2 separate regions of the Mus musculus genome follow, and region 1 is linked to region 2. Evidence: chromatin contacts called from public HiChIP or PLAC-seq data. All regions are on one chromosome and are shown on one strand. Each heading gives the region's core, a stretch centred on a gene start, on an enhancer-like site or on the middle of the called end of the contact. The rest is flanking DNA. Distances are from core to core; before and after follow the strand shown.

Region 1 (3,636 bases), core at 157-2,656, 300 kb before region 2:
GTGTGTGTATGTGTGTGTGAGTGTGTGAGTATGTATGTGTGTGAGTGTGTATGAGTGTGTGGGCATGTGTGTGAGTGTGTATGTGTGTGTGAGTGAGTGTGTGCATGTGTGCCTGTGGTATCCAGTGACCTATTAGTGTATGAATGTGTGCCTGTATGTATGTGTGTGTGTATGTACCAGTGTGCCTGTGCATACGCATGTGTGAATGAGTACATATGTGTGCACCTGTGTGTGTGCACACTGTCTTTCTTTCTCGCTAGACTCCTTCATCAGGGTTTTGTGGAATGGTCAGAGTAGAAAACAAAGTTTCAACTATTTTCTTCCAAGAAGTATTTTTGGGAAAACTATGACTGAGACAGTAAGAGAACTGGCACCAGGTTGGGGTAGGGTCCGAGGATTTGGTGGCTCTGATGCCTGGCCTTGCTTCCTCTCCAGAGCAGCAGAACCCTTTGCTCCTTGGCAAAGCCCTGAGGGGCTGAGCCCTGGTTGCCAAGGCCCTGCTGCTTCAAAGGCACTCTTTGGCTTCTGCCCCCAAGGCCATCTGTATAGATCGAACCCCGCAGAAATTTGTCACACATGGGTTTGCCACAGGCTCAGCCTGCTGGAGCTTCACTGTGGTCTCCTGTGCCTCGATGTGCCCTGATGTCCTGATGCTTAAACTCAGACTCCAGAGTCCCTCCCTGCCATTTGAAATGTGGAATAAACCCAGAATTTCTTGAGCAATAGCTGGTACACAGCAGGTGTGCATGGTTTACAGCAAGTGTGCATGGTGCACAGCAAGTGTTCATGGTACACAGCAAGTATGCATGGTGCACAGCAAGTGTGCATGGTGCACAGCAAGTGTGCATGGTGCACAGCAAGTGTGCATGGTATACTGCAAGTGTGCATGGTACACAGCAAGTGTGCATGGTTTACAGCAAGTGTGCATGGTACACAGCAAGTGCTCATGGTACACAGAAAGTGTGCATGGTACACAGCAAGTGTGCATGGTGTACAGCAAGTGTGCATGGTGTACAGCAAGTGTACATGGTACACAGCAAGTGTGCATGGTACACTGCAAGTGTGCATGGTACACTGCAAGTGTGCATGGTACACAGAAAGTGCTCATGGTATACAGCAAGTGTGCATGGTACACAGCAAGTGCTCATGGTACACTGCAAGTGTGCATGGTACACAGCAAGTGTGCATGGTGCACAGCAAGTGTGCAGTCAATGCTGGCTCTGTCTGTCTGTCTTTGATAGTGACTGGCCAGGGTGCACATCCAGATTCCTGGAAGCTTGGCCTTGTGGAAATCCTGAGACTCTGGGGAGGAGCCAGGTGCAAGTCCTGTCTCCCCAGCTGTGCTGAGGAAAGGGCCCTCTGGGCCCTTGGGGGAGTGTGTAGAGGGCGGCGGTGGCAGCGGCAGGACATCAGAGGCCTATGGTGAGATCAGGCTGTGTGCCTTCCTGCAGGAGGGTTGCTGGGATGGCTCTGTGGTCTCCAAGGATCACAAGCTGTCACCTGATAAGAGCCCTGCCCTGTCAGCCATCTCAGCAGTTACTCATAGTGCCTTCTGCAGAGAGCCACAGAACCTCGTCTTTAAAGAAACTAAAGCCCAGAGCTACCAGCAGGGGCTGCAACCTTTAGGGCTGGAGGTCAAGGACAGGACAGGGACCTTCATATGTCTCTCAGATGCCCTTTGAGGGAGACTGAGTCTCCAGGAGCACTGGCCCACTGCAGTGACTGAAGTAACTCTATGAGACCCTAGTACCTGGTCCCAGTGCCCCAGCCCAGCCTGGCTCCCTCGAACCCAGCCTCATCTGAGTAAGTGGAAGGGATACACAAACCCAGGCCAGCCCCCGGTTAGTGACCACCACCATTGTCCAGGGATGGAATTAAACACCAACTGGGGTAGTTTTGGATGAATGCTAGATACAACAGAGATGCCAGTGGGCAGAGAGGTCAGGATCCCTTTGGCAGACGCCGTTGATGGAAGGAGGAAGGTCTTGATGCCATAGTCTTTGCTGGGTGTGGTTCTCTACAGGAGGAACAGAGAGGACCTATGCCCACCATGACAGCTTACCCACAGAGTCTGGCCCTGGGGTCCATTTCCCTGTGCTCAGGTTTTCCCATACTCATTCTCTGGGCTGGAAACCCTTCCCTCTCCTTCCCTCTTGCCTCTTCATACCCATGGGTCCTTGCATCCTGCCCCCTTTGGCTCCTCCTTTCCCTTGGCTCCTTCCCTCCTCTTCCCCCCTTACCTATGCCCAGCACTTGTGGTTTGGTTGAACATCTCCACCCCTGTCCATCTTTCTCCTCATCTCCCCCCACTTCTCTCTCTCCTCATCCCCCATCTCCCCCCCCCCCCAGGGGAGGTAGAGCTGTGCTGCTTGCAGCTGACCCCACCCCCCACCCCCACCCCAGAGCTGGTATGGCAGGGTGTTCTGGAAGGGTAGGCAGGTCCCCAAGTCCCCAGAAGAGCTGCCGCAGAGGGGAAGATGGTGGGTGGTGGGGACAGTGGCTTCTCCAAGGACTCAGGGACACCCTGGGGGCGACTGGGAATTCTTTCCAGAACACCAAAAAGTCAGTCCTCTTCAAGTGTGCTGCTGTTTAAGGGGATATCTTTATTTGGGATGTTTACAACCATATTCCTATGAATGAAATTTCCCAGGGATGGTTAGCTTTGTCCATGTGACACAAGCTAGGGCCATGTGAGATGAAGGAACCTCGACTGAGAAAATGCCTCCATAATCTGCCTGGAGGCAAGCCTGTGGGCATTTTCTTGATTGATTAATTAATGACTGATGCAGAAGGCCCAGTTCCCTGTGGGGGTGTCTTCCCTGGGTAGGTGGTCCTAGGATGTATAAAAAAGCAGGCAGTGTAAGGCACGAGGAGCAAGCACCCCTCTGTGGCCTCTGCTTTGAGTGTCTGGCCCCAGGTCCCTGCCCCAGGTTCTTCTCTTGCTTTCCCTGATGGACTGTAACCTGTGAGCCAAATAATCCTTTCCTCCCAAGTTGCTTTTGGTCATAGTGTTTTATCACAGCAAGAAATCAAGCTAATATTACCCATGAAGAAGGGGTATGTGCTTGTGGACCCCAGAAGGTTCACTTCAAGCCTAGTGCGGAGAGACGTCCTGTGCAGGGAGGTCTGGACCACAGACTCACCTTGTGGACATCTCACAACCTGAGTCTGGGCCTGAGCTCCCAATTCAAACATCTAGCAGGAAACCAAACACAGCCAGTAGACGCACACATTTAATATTTCTCCGAAAAACCCCTGAACCCGAGAGAACAGCCCAGCCCACTGTCCCAAATGTGCAGCCTGGCGAATTTTTGTAAGCGACACACAGCTGGGTCCCCAGGGTCTTGATTAAGAATAGAATGTGACCTGAAGTGCCCTCTCTCTGAACCCCTCCCGGCTGCCACCCTGCAGAGACCCCAGCCTGACTCCGGCAGGTCGATGCTGTCTCCGCACTTGATATAAATGGAAGCAGACAGTTCGTTCTTTTCCGTGTCTGGCGTCTCTGGCCCCATGTTCTGTGGATTTATTTTTATCTTCAGTCCAACCATCGCAGGTTTCCTGAGGCTGGGAAGGTTCCCACAGACAGAGGCTTCGGATGCTGATGGCTGGCTGACTGAGGGAATGACCGGCTGACCA
Region 2 (3,444 bases), core at 617-3,116:
CCCAAGTCCTCTGGAAGATCAGCAGTGCTCCCACTTTCCAACCCCCAACTTTTCTAAAAAGGGAGAAAAAAAAACCCACTCTAAATGAATTCTGGTTTGGGATTAGAAGAGAATTTTCAATAATTTAAAAAATGCCCTGCCTACCATTTAATGCCATTTTATAGTTAAGTATTCAGGCAAATTTGCCTTCTCGTGTTCCCTATTACAACATCAGAATATCAGCCAACTCTAGAAAGCATTGAGAAGGATGTGCCATCCTCCAGGACCACATATGCAGCCAGGATTTAATTCTTTATGTGAAGTAAATAGGCACACCTATCTCATTAGTATGCAAATTGCTCTCATACTTGATAAATAGCAACATGATACATATGCCAAAGAATTACTTTTAAATAAATTTCTTTGTGACTTATCAATAAATATTTGTGTGCTGTTTTATATACCTATATGCCCAGGGTTAATATCTTCTCTTGTACCAAGGAAATTGCCAGGTTCAGTGAGATGGCTCAGCAGGTTAAAGGCATTTGCTGCCCAGCCTGACACAAACCAGATTCAATCCCTGAGATCCGTGTGGTGGAGAAAACCCAAGTTGTCCTCTGACCTCATGTGCACCGTGCCACACCCACTAAATAAATAAAGTTTAATAAAAATTTCCTGTTAAGAAGGGGTCAAGGGTAGAAAGTGTTTATACTGGGGGAACAAGCTCTTGAAGCTGAGGCAGTTACTCGGGGCCACACATCATGGAGGTAGGAGCCAGACATAGCCTGGGAGCACCTGTAGTGCTCCAGTGCTCCTTGTTGCTTAACTGGCCATGTGTGGAGAGACTTCTGCTCTCCTCTGCCGTTTGAGCACTGCTATGGCTCCCAACACTGAGGAGAGATTGCCCAGGGGACCCTGAGAGTCTCTTTACGGTGGTCTGGTTTTGTACCATAGTGCTCACGGGCAGCTCTCAAGCTGGGCTTTGAGAGGTGATGAGAAGAAGTCCAGTTAGTTAGGTAGCATGTTTCTGGCTTGCCAGGCTCACGCCAGTCGAGGGTGCCTGCTGGACTAGAGTGCATACTGACAGACTGGCACCGCTACCAGAGGCCACCTGACAGGCCAAGTGCCTGTCACTCCTGACTTAACCGTTTTCTTAGAAGTCCTGGCAGATGGAACAGGTGGTGTTCGCAGAAGTAAGCCCTTCGTGGAAGAGTTTAAAGTTGCCAGGAGAACGAAAGCTGGAGGTAGCTGTAGTGAAGGTCAGCAGGGAGAAGGTAGCCTAGGCTGCAGGACTGGGGCAAAGCCATCAGGAGGCCACAAGTGATAAATTGGGTGGGGGGGGGGGGGCTTGGGCAGACACTGAGTAGGTGTGTTAGGCCTGCCTTCCCAGTGGTTGTCACTAGGAGCATTTGTGTGTGTGTTTGTGTCTGTGTGTGTGTGTGTCTGTGTGTATCCTAGGAGGTCAAAAGAGGGTGTCAGGTTCCCCTGAAGCTGGAATTACAGGCAGTTGTGAGCCACCTGAAGTGGGAATTCAGAGGGAACTTGGGTCCCTGCAAGAGCAGCTGCATTTGTAACTGTCAGGGTGGGGCTAGCTGTCCTTCAGCCCCAGATGGCACTGTCCACGGTTGTTGACTCTATCAGCTCTGCAGCCTTACAGAGAAGGTGCTCGGGAATCTCTGCTTTTCTCAAGCGGAAACTGAGGCTCAGCGAAGGAGTCCGCACAGTGCAGTATCACCACACTCTTGGCCACTGGGAGCGATATGGAGTTGGGATACAGGCTGCCCCTCACCACCCCCTTCTCACCACCCGCCTCTGTCCCAGGTCTTCTGAAAGGCAGGGCCACCCCCGGGTGAGCACTGAGACTCCTCCCAGCTGACCCTTGGCTCCTCAGCACGCGGCAGGCGTCAATGAGGCCCCTAGGACTGAATACAGAGCCGTTGAGAAGGGGCTCAATGCCCATTGCATTGTGCCCCAGCTTTAGAGCTGAGCCTTTTGTTCCAAAACCTTGGAAACAGAGCTCGGGTTCACTTCCCTTCTCCTGGGTGCTGAAGCCCCTGACTCATGTTGGGGGGGGGGGGGATGCCAGGCCCTTTAAGATCAGTAAGTGAGGAAAATACATGCTGGTTTCCAGGGAACACAGGCACCTCCTGGGGTGGGAGGGCATCATGAGCTACATTGTTGGCCAACACTTAGAAACTCATATCCATAAACAGACTCACACAAGGGATCTTTTGAGTATGTCATTAAGATTCCTTAAATTAAAATGGTGACTGTAGTCGGCATGGTGGCCTTGAATCCCAGCACTGGGGAGGCAAGCGGATCTCTGTAAGTTTGAGGCCAGCCTGTTCTATATATCGAGACCCTGTCTCAAAAGATAAAACAAATTATGAATGCTTCTCTTAAAAGGGCAAACAGTGGGCCTTGAGGGATGGTTCAGTGGGCAAGCGTGAGAGTCTGAGTTCAGTCGCCCACAGGAAAAAAGCAGAGCATGAGGCTTGAAAACAGTTTAGTGGTTAAAGTACTGTGTTAGTCTTTCTGAGGACCCAAGGTTGATCCCCAGCTCCTGTGTCAGGTGGCTCTCCTAACTGCCTGCAACTCCAGCTCCAGGGGGACCCAGCACCTAGATTCCAAGGTTTCCTGCACTCATGTGTGCGTGTGCATGCATGCATGCATACACACACCTACAAACACACCTTGCATGCACACACATTCACACACTAATGCAAACAGCAGAGTAACACAAAAGATAAAAGTGCAGTCTTGGCCTTTCAGAAGTCAACATTCTTTTGTTGTTGTTGTTGTTTTTGTTTTTCGAGACAGGGTTTCTCTGTGGAGCCCTGGCTGTCCTGGAACTCACTTTGTAGACCAGGCTGTCCTCGAACTCAGAAATCCGCCTGCCTCTGCCTCCCGAATGCTGGAATTAGAAGCGTGCGCCACCACACCAGGCCAGAAGTCAACATTCTTAATTCCTTTTTTTTTCTTTCTGTAAAATGGGCCTCTGTTCTGTGTCCCTTTTTCCCTGTCCGACCATGACTGCCTCCTCCCCTTGGCAGACCTGTGTGCCATCAGCTCTCAGCCGGAGTGACTTGTGCCCACATGTAGATGTCACCAAGGAGGTGATGAGACAAATCCCAGGAATGCTGTAAATATACAGAGCAGCCCCCAACAGAGGGGACTGTGGGAGCCCAGACATCTCTCACCCTGAGGCCAAGAGGGCCTCAGACAGAGATCATCTTTTGACTAGTACATGGGATTCTATAATAATGTTTGCTGGGTTTGTTGGGTGACATCTAGAAATACCCCCTGCAGTGTGGCCCCCCCTCATTCCCATGGATTCTATCAGCAGGGGATGCTAGTGTTAATTCTGTCACATGCCACGCTGCAGGTTAGCTTTGCAGGGTTGAAAGGTTACGAGCTGCCTGGTTTTAACAGCCCCTGCCTTCCTCAGCAGTGGCCATCCACACC

Evidence for each region. HiChIP or PLAC-seq counts read pairs in DNA pulled down with a chosen protein or histone mark.
Region 1: an H3K4me3 HiChIP or PLAC-seq map of the 230-238 cell line shows a contact between it and region 2, with 11 read pairs. The contact joins two enhancer-like sites. A contact is called at or near these places in 2 of 15 datasets of contacts at CTCF or cohesin (CD8 T cells and the NIH/3T3 cell line), 44 of 484 Hi-C or Micro-C datasets (B cells, CD4 T cells, CD8 T cells and 36 more), 20 of 115 datasets of contacts at active chromatin or transcription factors (the 230-238 cell line, T-cell acute lymphoblastic leukemia, bone marrow-derived dendritic cells and 15 more) and 3 of 9 other capture datasets (adipose tissue, liver and pancreatic islet).

Annotation. Positions count from the first base shown.
Region 1 is chr2:173,539,786-173,543,421 of GRCm38.p6, reverse strand. No RefSeq gene overlaps it. Among named protein-coding and RNA genes, the nearest start is that of 1700021F07Rik, 19 kb to the right of the region's middle. Within about 2 kb of position 1,406, at least 13 of the 459 cell types and tissues checked have an H3K27ac peak or open chromatin away from gene starts, as enhancers often do. A contact at or near this core is called in the 230-238 cell line, where this site is marked.
Region 2 is chr2:173,241,468-173,244,911 of GRCm38.p6, reverse strand. The region is part of intron 1 of Pmepa1 (prostate transmembrane protein, androgen induced 1); the gene reads left to right. Among named protein-coding and RNA genes, the nearest start is that of Zbp1, 24 kb to the right of the region's middle. Within about 2 kb of position 1,866, at least 33 of the 459 cell types and tissues checked have an H3K27ac peak or open chromatin away from gene starts, as enhancers often do. A contact at or near this core is called in the 230-238 cell line, where this site is marked.